Linked DNA regions of Mus musculus: region 2 is linked to region 1. Evidence: chromatin contacts called from public HiChIP or PLAC-seq data. All regions are on one chromosome and are shown on one strand. Each heading gives the region's core, a stretch centred on a gene start, on an enhancer-like site or on the middle of the called end of the contact. The rest is flanking DNA. Distances are from core to core; before and after follow the strand shown. Region 1 holds the start of Dut (deoxyuridine triphosphatase). Region 2 overlaps Cep152 (centrosomal protein 152).

What was found. HiChIP or PLAC-seq counts read pairs in DNA pulled down with a chosen protein or histone mark.
Region 2: a contact with region 1 is called in an H3K4me3 HiChIP or PLAC-seq map of bone marrow-derived macrophages, with 3 times the contacts expected there. The contact joins the enhancer-like site here to the promoter of Dut in region 1. A contact is called at or near these places in 9 of 39 promoter capture datasets (3T3-L1-derived adipocytes, the HPC-7 cell line, HPC-7-derived erythroid cells and 6 more), 1 of 15 datasets of contacts at CTCF or cohesin (large pre-B cells), 11 of 115 datasets of contacts at active chromatin or transcription factors (bone marrow-derived macrophages, embryonic basal ganglia, embryonic stem cells and 5 more) and 1 of 9 other capture datasets (embryonic stem cells).

The regions. Positions count from the first base shown.
Region 1 is chr2:125,242,879-125,250,167 of GRCm38.p6, forward strand. Dut (deoxyuridine triphosphatase) reads left to right here and starts at 4,637. Exons shown (of 6, transcript NM_023595.6): 1 at 4,637-5,018; 2 at 6,288-6,379. The coding sequence starts at 4,870.
Region 2 is chr2:125,571,595-125,578,883 of GRCm38.p6, forward strand. Cep152 (centrosomal protein 152) reads right to left here. Exons shown (of 28, transcript NM_001081091.1): 22 at 5,120-5,261; 23 at 75-239. Among named protein-coding and RNA genes, the nearest start is that of Cep152, 50 kb to the right of the region's middle. Within about 2 kb of position 4,122, at least 14 of the 459 cell types and tissues checked have an H3K27ac peak or open chromatin away from gene starts, as enhancers often do. A contact at or near this core is called in bone marrow-derived macrophages, where this site is marked.

The DNA of each region.
Region 1 (7,289 bases), core at 3,387-5,886:
ATTTATTTATTATATGTAAGTACACTGTAGCTGTCTTCAGACACTCCAGAAGAGGGCGTCAGATCTTGTTACAGATGGTTGTGAGCCGCCATGTGGTTGCTGGGATTTGAACTCCGGACCTTCGGAAGAGCAGTCGGGTGCTCTTACACACTGAGCCATCTCACCAGCCCCAAGAAAAACAAATTTAAAATCACTTCCACTTGGTGTAATTTAATCAAGAGTGAAGACAGATTTGAGTTATTACCTTCTTTTCCCCTGTGTCTTTGTCACCTTTGTCTGTTCCGTGAGATTCAATCTGTGCCTGACTGGATGCTGTCTTGTGAATCTTACCCTGTGTAGGTCTGTGTGTCTGCATCCCCAACAAAGGACTTTGCTCTCTCTCTTTTATACAACAGCACCAGAGGCATCACATGGGGGGGGGGAGGAGATGAAGGATACTTTACAGAAATCTTTAACAGTTCTACAAGGGATTAAATCACTGACTCCAACTGACCCAGATAACAAGCAAACAAATCTTTTCAAGCAATATTCACATTTTGTCTTCAACATTTATGGAAAAGAATCATTTTATAAGGTTGCCTTCAACTATTTGCTGTTTCTAGCATCTATTAGCATAGCATGCATTGCTCTCTGGATCAGAGAATGGAAGAGGACATAACAAGATTACAACTAGGAGTTAGCTGGGGGTGGGGGTGGGGGGCAGGATGGGACGGGACCAGAGAATGCGGCCCAGGGAAGGAGCGTTTCCAGAAAGGCAAATCAACTCTGAAATGAAGGATCTTGATTCCTCTATAGTCATCTTAGCAGACCCAAGGAGCATGGGCAGAGACAGACTATGACTTGCCATGGTCTCCCCGGGACACATGGAGACTACAGAGAATGGTAGGGGACAGACATGGACTCTGACTCCAGGGTTGAACAGCAAAGCTCCCACTTGATCCTCAAGTTTCAAGCTGTCACAGGGGCATGCAGTTAAATTAGTCAGCAGGACTGATGGCTGTATCTTGGTAGAATAAACCATGGTGGGAGGATGTTCAGTTCTTAAGTGTGGTGGCTTAGATTTCAGTCCAATGTTTATTTTGAGCTAATTTCCACTGTCTTTAATAATGCCCTGTCATGTGTAACACCTCAGAATCCAGATACCTCTTTTCACTTGGCACTTTTGCTTTTCAGTCTAAAATAACCTCAAATGAAAAATGATCAGAAAAACCACTTTCTATACCCAAGTTAACAAAAGATACTGCAAGACACATACTAGCTTGGTGCTAAGTATTGTAAGCCAAGCAATGTTTTTGTTTGAATAGAACACTCAGGTGAGCACTTGGAAGCATTCATGAAGTTATATGACTTTTGCTAATCTAGAACATGAGATACGAGACCGTATAACAAGGCTAAGTGAGAAGAAATGATTCAGTAAGTGATACGGGAGATAAGATGAGGGCAGACATCAGTTACTCCTGGATGTAAAGTTTCTGGAGTGACACGAGGTCTGAGACTAGGAAAAGGGAGTCCTTTCAATTATTAGAAGAGAAGCGGGGATTCCAACAATTTCTCATGTGAACTCTCTTCAGAAACTATGAGAGAAAGAACCCCAGCAAAATGAAGGAACAAATTAAGAGAGAGGCCCTTGAACCATGCTCCAGTGTGAGAGAAGCTCAGCCAAGGTTTTCAGAAGGACAAAAGTCACCACCACAGACCAGAACCAGACCATGGAGGAGGGGGCTCTGGGCAAAACAAAAGAAAAAGAACAGGCCAATTAGAGGTAGCCCCAGTAACTCAAGTGGAAAAACAGCTTGAGACTGCATTTTTTTTTTTTTTTTTTTTTTTTTTTTTTAGTATGACATTATTTATGTCACTAGAGAATGCTAGAGTCATGATGAAATGCATTCCAGGAATGACGTAGAAGTCCTCACTAAGATACCCCCAGGCCTGGTGCTTAGGAATTGTTTAAAGACATATCCTAATTCAAAAGGTGAACTCTATATTCTTTAAAAAGAAATATCATCACACAATCTAGAAACATGCAAGTAAATTCCAGCACAAAAAGCCCAGAATGTTGGGAGTATTGCCCCTCAGGAGTGAGACTTGGAGTGGGTGTGTGCAGAAGTTTAGGGAATACAACATGCCTGATTCTTATATTTGAATAACAATATAGGGAGGAAACGTCTTCAATTAAAATAGAGGAACGAGGGAGCTGGGGAATATAGAATAGTTCATAAAGTACTTGCCTAGAATGCATGAAGCCCTGGGCTCTACCCTCAGGCCCTGACAAAATCAGGCATGGTGGCTCACATCTGTAACCCACCCCTATAGGGGCTGAGGCAGGAGAATGAGAAGTCTAAAGTCATCCTTTTCAAGCCCAGTGTGGGTCTTACATGAGATCCTGTCTGGAAAACAATGAATTGAGAAAGTGAAAACCAAGGGCAGAGAGAGCCCCGCCTCTCTCCCTGAGAAGCTACAGACATAATGGTTGCCCACCCAGCTTCAGGGAGGCAAGTCTAGTTAAATGCTGTGGGTTCAAAAGAGAAAACTCAAACAAGCAAACAAACGTTTTTAACAAAATCTCAATCATTCAATTTTACCAAAGACGACTTGGGAGCCAGATGTTGGAGTGAAAGACTACTAGCTCAGAGGGGCAGTGGAAGCACCCAACTGACCTTCTAAGTCCCCAAAAGGAAGTTCTCCACACCATCTCAAAAACTGTTCAAGCTGAATGTCCCTCCCTTAAATTCCTGTTTGTCTCTCTATCCATCTTCCTGACATCCTCTTACTCTGAACTTTTTTCCCCTGTGTTCACTTCCTGTCAACTTGTTGCTTGCTCTGCCTCTTGACCTCTGGTTGACTTCACTTAATCCTGTTTACAATGAACAGAAAGCTCTTGGATGAAAGGTCTGTGCTAGACCACACCACAACTAGAAACAGGTCTGTCCAGTAAATAACACAATCTGTGGGTTCATAGTGTGATGACATATCCTGCAATAAACAAAACGAAACACCAGGAGAGGTACTATATGGAAAGAAGTGGTTTGGTGTCAGGAAAATGGGGTAAGCAGTTAAGAACTGGAGAATTGTGGTCAAAGCATATACACATTTATATGCAAAACTGAAGAGAATATATGTTTATCTATCTGTTCCCGTGGACATGATTGTTTGTGTGTATAAGGTGCCCTCCAAAGCCAGAGGACATAGTTGGGTCTCCTGGAGCTTGAGTCACAGGCAGTTGTGAATCACCAATGTGGGTGTTGCTAACCAAACTGGGTCTGATACAGGAACACTGAGTGCTCTTAACAGCTGAACCATCTCTCCAGGCCCAACAATAATCTTGTTTTAAAGGATTAAGCACCAATATTAAGATTTCTGAGAAGAAATAATGCACAGGAGCCCTCCTTACTAAACAATGCGATCACCATCTGTCTTAGTGTTCTACTGCTGTGAAGAGACACCATGACCAAGGCAACTCTATAAAGACAGCATTTAACTGGGGGCTTTCTTACCGTTTCAGAGGGTTAGTCCATTATCATGGTGTGGAGCAGGCGGGCATGGTGCTGAAGCAGTAGAAGGGAGAGGGAGAGTGGGGAGGGAGAAGGGGAGGGGGAGAAGAGAAAAGGGAGGGGGGAAGGGAAGAGGGGGGGGCAGGCGCACCTGTGAGGGCTTTTGAAACTCACGGTTAGACTCCAAGAATACAAAGGCTGGATCAATTTCCCTCATGGACTTTGAATCTAACCAACAAGTAGACATTAGGCAAGAAAATACATGCATGTGCAGACTGTAATAAGAAGAAATGTAAATAAAAACATTCTGAGAGTAAAGAGCCTGGCCACCACAGGTCTAACCCTAAACCCACCTAAAGGTGGAAGGAACAAGGAGAAGATAACCTCGCACTGGCAATGACCTGCAAGACACACAGACACATCGTGGGACTGCACAATAACAGATGCTTTAAAAGAGCTTCAAGAAGTGTAGTGTATTGCACACCCATCAGGGGAACCAATCGCCCCAATATGTATAGTCGGTATTTCTATAAAAGTGCCTTGGGCCTTCTATTTATCTTGAAAATCGAAGTGCACCACAACTTGAGTTCCACGTGTTTATGGTATAGTCCAGATAAAACCGGAGACTCCAGAAAGATCTTTAATTATCCTCTCTGGAAAAAAAAAGTTTGACTCCCAACTACCGGCGAGGGGGTGGGGGTGGGGGTGGGGGTGGGGGTGGGGGTGGGGGTTGGCTCCTTGTTGCTTTGGCTGAGGTCAAGGAATTTTAAAATGCCCTGCAGGTCCGGTGGTGGAAGGCAAAAGATCTGTTCAGGTCAGGGCGAGGAAAAGCACGTAGGAGGGCCGCTAGGCGGAGCGCGGGGCGGGGCAGCGGCCTCAGGGCCTGCAGGGCCTCCAGCGCCATGCCTCTCCTAAGCGTGCTGCTGCGCGCCCGCCTGCAGGCCGCTCTGCTCCGCGGGCGTGCGCTCGGGTCGGCGCGGAGCCGGAGCTGCCGAGGAAGCCGAGGAGCTCCGGCCGGGAGCGCGCGCGCTGGTGAGGGGGTGGGGGGCAGGGGCGGGAGCGCGCACGGGGTGGGGAGGATTAGGGCAGTTCGAGAGAGCGCGCTAGTGGGGGAGTTGGAGCGGGAGCGCGCTTGGAGGGAGCCCTGGTCTGAGCAGGTAACGGTGAGCCAGGGCCTGGCCTGCAGCGCGGGGACGAGTCCATTGCGGACCCCGAGGAGGGGAGCCTGGCGAGGTCGGTGCCTCCTCTAGGCCGCGCTCGAGCCCTTTGCGGAAGGCCGCGTCCCCTGTCCTGCGCGGTGGGCTCGTCCAGGCGGGAGATTTTCGGCGGGTAGGCTCTCGCACGCTCATTGCTTTCTGCTTTTTCCACGCCCGCCGCCATGCCCTGCTCGGAAGATGCCGCGGCCGTCTCTGCCTCCAAGAGGGCTCGAGCGGAGGATGGCGCTTCTCTGCGCTTCGTGCGGCTCTCGGAGCACGCCACGGCGCCCACCCGCGGGTCCGCGCGCGCTGCCGGCTACGACCTATTCAGGTGAGAGCCGTGGCCCGACGGCAGGAATGCAAACACCGAGCCCGGGTGCAGTCGTGGCTCCGCAGAGACCTGAGTTCACCTTGAGCAAATTCAGTAGGGGTTTGGGCGAGCGGAAAGTAAAGGGTTATAACATTTCCAAAGCGTTACTGTGCAGCGTGCGCTCCACCCTTTCCAAGTGGAAGGTCCGGATGTGCAAGGCTTATTCTTGACCGAAGTGTGACTGTCTGCAGTGTGCACGTTAAAGTCTAGGAAAAGGATCTATGGAAGCTGTGTACTTCTCTTATCCCGTCCAAGGACTGGGAACTTAAGGAGCTCCATCCAGGGCTAGCTTATGAGGTGGCTCAGTGTAAAGTCACCAAGCCTAATGACCTGAATGTATGCATCTAACATGCCCTGTCTTGGGAGAAATTAGATACTATGGCCATTTTCTACATAAGCGGGTGTTTGCTGTGTATTGGGAATGGCTGATGTTACAGAGTGAAAATTCCGTGTGACTGAACGTACTCTTCTACCACATGCCAGACTTCCAGCGCTGCTCATTGTAAAGTCTGAAGTTTCGTTGGATCAGGAAGGGAGCTGCAGTAATAAGAGACTACAGTAGTATTTGGTAGATGGACTTTCTAAAATCGCTTGTGATCAGAGTCCACCCCCAAGAGCTGCTCTGGGAGACCAGCTCTCTTCGGCCACTGAAGTTCACAGCCATAGCGTGGAAGGCAGGGGGAATGCAGTGCATCTCTGCCTCTCACCTGTGTTTTTTTAACATTTTCTTCGGGAGGTTCATTCTCATCAAGAGAAGCGTTACAAAAGTAAAGTATAGGTTTATATGCGTTCGCAGGCTCGAAGTGTGCCTAGCGGAGTGAGGCCCATTGAGTGTTAGATGTTTGCTCTTTGGTTGGCTTTTCATATTCTTTCTATGAATTAAGTCTGCCTTCCTGCTCCTCATGCTAATTTGCCAGCCTTCACTTTCAGAGACAAAAACCACAGAACACATAGCAGAGACAATGTTGGCATCTCCCTGTTCCCCACTCCCACATTCAGGGTTTTGTCTTCTTGCTCTGCCTAGGTGCTAGGATTAAGGGCCTGAAGCCATCTTTCTAAAGCTAAAAGAAAGTGCCTACTACCTTGTAAGTAAACCTTTTTAGGTGAGTTAGGAATCTGCCATAAGGTTGTTTATAGGATCTGTTTATATGAAGTAATGGCACGCATTTTATATGCATTAGCGTAAGAAGGAATGTTAAAAACACTTTAAAATACTGATTTGCCTTTCAGTGCCTATGATTATACAATATCACCCATGGAGAAAGCCATCGTGAAGACAGACATTCAGATAGCTGTCCCTTCTGGGTGCTATGGAAGAGTAGGTAAGTAGCTAAAGAAGCCGGTAACTACTTCTCATACCGGTCCTTTATGATAGCGTCTGTCATCTTAGTGTCCTTAGTGTCGTGTGGCCACAGTGAAGAGATAATGCTTAGCCCATTTTAAAAACAAAACAAAACATGGATTCACGTGTCTGCTTTTCCTTTTTTTTGACTTTGTATTTCAAGTATGTTCTCGAGCTAATAGGATGATCACATTGACCCAGTTGTTGGCTCTCATAACTTCACAGAAAAGCGCAAAGTTTAGGTGTTCTTTAGTTGGAGCTTTTCCAGTCTACAAATGAGGTCACATTCTTTTTAAATAACTATTTGCATAAGAAGATGGGGCCATAGAGTGATGGGTTTTTGGCATTTTATATTATAGGGGAGAAGCTGCCAGATTGTCTCAACCTACTGAACCTTGGCTTGTCTGCCTCCTAGAGATTAGAGTGAGGGGCCGTCCACTCTAGAGAAAAACCTTGTATCAGTTACTGCTGAGGAAAAGGGGGCTGTGAGTTCGTGGGTTTGGATTTTTCTAGGGCATGTCACTTGTCTAGAGCGTGAATTCAAAACTTGCCAAAAATATGAATGCTTTTTGTAGCTTAAAAAAAAATAGGAGAGAAAAATATCAAGTCCTCGGATAAGAAACCATAGCACTGCCTTATGCATTGTTGAACCTCCGGTACTTTGGCCGCCCAAAAAAGCAAAATGGGTTTTCCTGGTCTCTAGCATCATTGAATTAAAGTCCCAGGCCAGAAAAGCAAAGAGTTGGAAAGAGGTACCATCTCAAGAAGAGGTAGCAGCTATTGACACAGCGCCTTCTACAGGTTACTCTGAAACATAGTTTTAGATACTAGGATTACTGAGGTGGGCCTGTTGGCCAGGCCAGCAAGAAAGCTATAAAATGCTTCCCATT
Region 2 (7,289 bases), core at 2,872-5,371, 330 kb after region 1:
GGTGCCCATATCAACAAAACACTCCATCTGAACTTTTCAGCCAGGATCCGCCAGCCTCCTACGGTGGAGCTAACCTCCAAGTTTCTCCACTGCGGCTCTGTGTGTCCTTTCTAAATGCTGAAGGTGCCTACGGCACTTCTCCAGTTTCCTTCTCAGATCTTGACACTCCTGCTTTTCCTTTTCAAGCTCTTGAAAGCAGTGTCCACAGCGTAAACCTTTAATTTCACAGATCTTTTTATCTGTAAAATAAAAAAAAATTAAATGATACAAGACCTTTTTATAAAACTGTTTGGGTTAAGGGCAAGCAAGAAAAAAGGAACCCAGATGGCAGAACACACGACAAAGGCCACAGCATAATTGCAAGAGCAGTGCTCAGGAAAGAGGAGGGGTCTAGCTCCAGTCCCACGATTTGCTGGATGGTTTCTTAGCCTCCATAAAGCTTAATGTTTTGACACACAAAACTCGATAATAGCATCCAGTTTAAAATTGCTCTAGAGCCTAATGCCCAGATCTTAATAAAGAGAACTAGAACTTTTCAAGAAATAGCAAACCTCAAAAATAGAAGGTGGTATATACAAAATAAAACAGAAACATCTTGCTAAGCCAGAAAGTAAGAAAAGAACCAAAAATTATGAGCACAGAACAAGGACAGAGGTAATAATCGGAAGGGTCTCCCTAGAGGAATCTGGGCAATTTGAGCAGCAATTAAATACACTAGTGATTTGTAAGCAAGGTATTGAACAATAAAAATCTGTGAATCATACAAATAATGACACAGATGGGTAGATAGATAAGTAGTAGGATGGATGGTCCAGTAAGCAAAGACTGGTAAATACAGAGACATGTCTGGAGTTGGAAGAATTATCATTTTGCAACGAGTACAGTAAAGAGACTGAGGACTGAGGCAAGAGTCAGCAGTGAGCACCACACCTACGAGAAAGCTTTAATGAGAGCCTGTGTGCACGGTCCTCAACGTGCTCCTTGCAGGCTATGTGCTGCCTTAGCTGAGGAGTGCTGCTTTTATATAGACCATTCAGGGGTTGTTAAAGAGTCAATGGCCCAGGTAAGAGAAGGGCTAGCCAAGCGGAAGAGAGAAAGTGAACAGAGCCAGGGCTGGTTCGAGTCCTGGTTTAACTCCTCCCTTGGTTAACCACCCTCATATCCACCTTGTTAGGATCCCTAACTGCTCTCCTGCTATTGTTGACTTTTGGCCCCTACATTTTGAACCCCTTGGTCGCTTTTGTTAAGGAATGCATAGGTACAGTACAGCTAACGCTCTTAAAGCAGAAGATACAGAGAACTAGATACACAAGACCAGGAGTATGAGCTATCAGAACACCAGCAATAGCTTCAGGATTGAAACCTGCATAAAGAAAAGGGGGGAATGAAGAGGTCAGCTCAGACCTTTAGAGTTTTCCAAAATTCCACTGGACCCACCCCCTCCTGGAAGAGACAGGTCAGAGAGCACATAGGCCAGAAGGGAGAGGCTGAGTAAGCCCCTACTACCTCATTCCCTAAAGACCAATCAGTTTAAAGGGCGCACTGCTCCACCAATCATATTGTGCCTAGTTGCTGATGCTCTATTCTGCCCCTGGAAACCATATTAAAACTCACCAAACAGGCTGCTAGGGGCTGCTGCCTCTCCTTTGGGTCTGGGATGACCCCAATGCATGGAAACAATAAATCCCTCTTGTGTTTTGCATTATAAAAAAAAAGAGTATGGAAGAGGAAATCCCTATTCTTAGAAAACACAAACTGAGGAATGTAGGTATAAAATATCACAATGTATGTAATGTACCACACCCTCAGATAGTTCTAGAATGAGTGAATGTGTGTGTGTGTGTGTGTGTGTGTGTGTGTGTGTTGTGTGTGAAAAAAGTCCTCAATAGCTACAGCTAGCTAAATGAGTGTTCTGTGAAACTATTTTTATTTTTGTAACAACCTTTTTGCAAGTTTGAAATTATTTCCAAATTTGAAAATTTATTTAAAATGTTTGGGAGCCATAAACAAAATCCTTTGAGATAGTATCTGGCATACAGCAAGAACACAATATATAAAAATATTGCTCCCAGTAACACACAGAATTTACAAAGTTAAAATGATATACAAAAGTGTTAGGAAAGATAGGTAGCTACAACTGTAAATGCTGTGCTAGAGGAGAAAGCAGACTCGGGGTGAGCACGGGGTAAACACGGGGAGCACTTCAGAGCCAGAGGTTCAGTGACGTCACTTGTCGCCCTCCTGACTGCCCCGCTTCCTTCCAATGATGCAGTTTCTGTTCATAAACACAGTCACAGAAGCATCACACTGGTGCAGCATGTGGAATCCACACCTAGGATGCTGATGGAGAAACTAAAAACCAGGCAAAAATGTCTACTGACAAGAAATATAGAAACGGTAACATCTGCGAACAGTACAACAGTCTATATGCATAAGAATGGATGAACTGGAATGTCAGCACGTGGAAAAGTCTTAGTGGCATGATATCAGGTAGAGAAAAACTCAGATTACAAGAATATAATGTGCATCAATTAATTTTATCATGTTTAAATACACACGCACACGCACGCATGCACGCATGTGCGTCAAGAAAAGCAACAAAAAGGCTTTTGAAATCAGATTTGTTAGCACAGCCTGGGAGGCGCTGTGGGAGGAGCTGAAGGAGAGGACTGCAGACCTTCTATTGCTTATCAAATGATGAGTTCCTGGCTGTTAGCTTGCCTACTTACCTACATGCTATTTATGGTCTTGGTATGTATCAAAATATTTCACCATCAGTTAAAATTACTTAAGAATAATAAGATTAGGAAAGTGTATCCAAATCTAAGATCCCCTGTGGTAACTTCTGGAAGTAGTACTATAAAGGACTTTGCAGGGCTTTCCTAATGTGACTCTGCAGTTTAGCACACTGGCTGTTCCTCCAGAGGGCATGGGCTTGATTCCCAGCACCTATATGGGGCTCACAACTGTCTGGAACTCCAGTTCCAGGAGATCTGATGCCCTCTTCTGGCTTCTGTGGTAGACAGATGGAAAAGCAGGCAAAATACTCACACATATAAATTTAAAAATTTTTAAATGTAAAAGATGTTATTTGAAAACGTTAAAATCTTACTGCATCAAATGTTTACGCATTACCCTGAACTTTGCTATGCGTTAGAAGCAGATAGAGCAGCATCACTCCTGTCCTAAATTCTGCACAACTAAAACAACCGTCAAAAATCTATCAGAAAGACTGCCATGATAAAACGCTGGCAGGATGGCCCCGTAGTGAAGCACTTGCTGCACATGCCTGACTACCTGAGTTTCATCCCCGGACACCATGGAAGGAGAGCAGACTATAAAGGTGTCCTTTGACCTCCACTCGCACTACGGTCCATGTGTCCCTACCCTACCACTGCATGTACATATGCACACATATACACGGCAAACATAAAAATATAAAAGGAGAAACAATGGGGGAAATGGGATAAATGGGGAGGAAGAGAGGGACAATACAGAAGGGAGAATGGATAAATAACAATAAAATACTAAAGGTGTTTGAAATAACCATAAGGAATCATATTGTATATTTACCTAATACTATAAACATGTATGTATGCACACACACATAGCCACACACACACATACTCATACGTATCACAGACATATACACAATATAAGTGAAGTTATGATACACGGGGAGATAATGACCTCCCACAAGTCATAGATCTATCAAAAGCCCAGTACCAGGCAGAAGAAATCTTCTTTTGAGTTTTAGTTGTCAAGTTAGTCCAAGAGACTCCCAAAACAATACAGCTACTTACACTGCCCTTGGCTTCCTCCCCAAAGTTGAAGGTAAGTCCCTGATGCTGAAGACAACACACACTCTGGGGATTTGAGCTGGATCCAAACTGCAAGTCTCCTCCCTGAAAACTAGCTTTCTTAGTACCAGATGTTGATACACAAGCTGTCAAGGGAGGACAGCAGTCAAACCTCCTACCCAGCTCATCCTACAAACCACAATACTGAGCAACATGGTGAGATATTCCTAAAAGTGCAACAGCGCGCTACAATGTGGCAGTAAGGAAGAGCTCTGGAACTGGACCTGAGGCCCACTCAGCAGGAGGAAGCCATGCCCGGTGCTGTAACCTAGCCAACCACTGTGACTAGTGAGGTCGTGGATCTTAGAAAATCTACCACTACCACTTTCCTAAGCCAGGATAATTACTAACCGGTAAATGCCCATCCTTACATCCACAGATAAATGAAGCTCTTGCCTCTCCTCAAAGAATATCCTTTTGTAGAAGCCACAACTGCTCAAAACGCAGAGAACAGCTGCTTGTGGGGCACCCATTTCTAAATGATTCATCTGCAACACAGCTCCCACGGCTCAGGGAACATCACAGAAATGGGGAAGTCTGCTGAAAGATTATGTTTTCTAGATATGACAGGGAAGCTACACTAAGGAAATCTCCACAAGGCCTGAACATTACAATACCAGGTGACATACCAAAGTAGATAAGGTATGCCTCACAGGGCCCCACACCTAACCAAGAACTGTAGGCCACTAAGGAATGCAAAAGAGAGGAAGGGAAGGAGAAAGGGGTGGGGGAGGGAGGGAGAAAGAGAATGAATAAATTGGTCTTTCCCAGGAATGAGTGCTTTGACTATCCAATACTAAATGGTCTGCTCTTAAGTCAAATACACATCAGCAACACTAAATAGACTCAACAGGTTCCATTTATCTATTAGTTCACACACACACACACAAACACACACACACACACACACACACACACACATGTGCGCGCCAATAATAATAAAGTAAAAGGAAGGAGGGAATGAAGGGAGGTGCGGGAGAAGCTAAATGGTGTAACTGTATTTTAATTAAGAAAGAGAGAAACACTGAAGTAAACTGAAGTGAGCTGAATGCACACTCCCCAGTATTTACTATAGCAGTTCTCGGATGTAAAGCTCTGCTCCTCAACAGCTCGGACCGGCTGACTGGTTATGCAACGCTCTCTCTTCACTTTGTAAGAATCATTGTTGAATGGAAGGAAGCACATCAGGCTGGAAGAGGGTCTAAGTGAGCCCTGCCCCTGAATAAAACTGTAATCTAGACAGGAAACAAAATCAGTACCAGTTTCTGCTTCTGCTTTCAGCCAGGCCGAGGACTGAGCACAGCGTACAGAGGTGGAGTCAGGAAGGGGCACTGGGACCGCAGAGTCTCCTTCGCTACTGGTCCAGCTGACAGTGTCTGCAGAGCTCTTGACCACCTTTCTCTGAAATAAATTGTCTTCATACTTAATGCCTGGGGAAATAGCTACAAATAGTTGTTTAAAATCCCAACATTAAAGAATAAAGACATAGAATTCCAATATTAAAAATACAAAAAGAAAGCACTGCCTGTTAACAACCTTGCTTGAATGCCAGCAGTAACTAGGAGACATCTCTCTTATGAATAGCATCCTATGTGCCAATGCTCGGGCCTCCCTGTCTGGCTATACCACAAGACAGGAGACAGTGAATGGTATCAGAATCAATCCTGAAAATCTAGCACACTTTCACTAGTCACTGTGATATAAATATTTTACTTCCTAACATATTCAAAATAAGTACTTTAACATATTCTGTTCCTAGGTAGGAAAGACCACTTGGATGCCAGATTACAGACAGATGATGCTTACAGAAGTGAACCTATGGCACAAGCCCGTTCCTCGCTAGTACTGAAGGCTCTCCGTGCCCATCACTCACAGGTATTATACTAAGTTAAATGGTTATTAAAGCGCCAGTTCCAGATTTCAGACACCTAATAACTACCAAAGAAAAAGAACATGTGGGGTCACTATCTATCTTTCATTTGTCTCTGGAGGGGGACAGAAAGCACTGCCTCAAGTTTGCTTGAAATTCTCCCAAGAATATTTCCTTTTTCTTCTATCTATTAAGAACTATTTTATTAGTATCGTCTGATAAAATATTTTCTTAAAAATTGTCTTTCTCATTTCCTGCATCCTTTCCATCTTAGCAGGCTTTTTTTTTTTTTTTTTTTTTTGGTCCACTTAATTTCCATGAGCAATTCTAAATCCTGTGGGTTTAATAAGCTATAAATCAGTCTTTTGTATTTATGGAAAGTATATTGCAAAGGTGGAATCATTGACTGGCACTCAGTGTCCTGAGCTGTATTGGCTTCAAGAAGCAAATCACGTACTGCTTCTATGACAAACTGGAGATTAGGCGTTTCAAGTCATCTTCCTCAGGAATGGAATTTGACCCACCCAAGGACAGCTGTGAACATCTAAACTCTTAGCTGATTGTCTCATGTCCACAGCCACGAGCCAGATAGGTCACACAGATGAGCTCCCACTGCTTGTGCAATTCGAAGCCCTGAAAGAGCTCCAGATGAATTTTGCATTGACAGAAAATGAGAAGGCCTTGAAAATTTGCATTTTCACTATAGGAAAAGTCAAATTCCTGAGCATCTAAATAAGAATGTAATAAACATCTAGAATAACCACGAGCCAGTGAGGGTGGTGTTCCTTTTTACTTTTAAAGGCTCCTTGAGTCTTTTTTAAAACATTGGCATGATTCCTTCATCACCTCTACTCCTAAAACTGCTATTTTTCTTATTTTAATTCTTTGCCCCCAATATTCTCAATGAAGTATTAAGCAATGCTCTTGGGACGTGATCTCGCCAGTCATTTTTATTGCTGGGAACTATGTAATAGTAACACTGTTGTAAAAATAAAGAATAAGCGTATATACTAAGATGAGGTGGGCTGACCACATCGGTTCCTCTGACTCTGAAGTCCTGTCCTCTTTTCATATGTAGGATGCAGACAGGACAACAGATACCATGGTTAGGAGCTGGGCCAGGGAGCTAGATTCTCTTTTTCTGGATGGCCAACCCATAACACAGGCTTGCTCATAGCAACTCACTAATTTATCTCCCACACTGAACACCCATCCCCAGCTTATAAGCATTTCTAGTAGGCATTAGCACCAGATGCTCAAAAATGGCCTTGAAAAGCCTTTAATGATGACATCTTCCCAGACCCAAACTCTAATGTCTAAAGCTTCCCCAAAGGATATTATCAGACACTCCCCCACTTCTGGTCCTAAACACTAAAACAGACTGGCCATATACTACAACAGGATTCTGAAATCTTCACGAATGCTCCACCCATGTGATCGTAAATTGGTCAGACTGTTTTAACTGGTCTCAGGCAGTATTTGTGTGACTAAAAGAACACAGGGAATTCATTCTGTAAGCGCACACACATGAGACATCTATGAAACTGGACTCCGGGAAT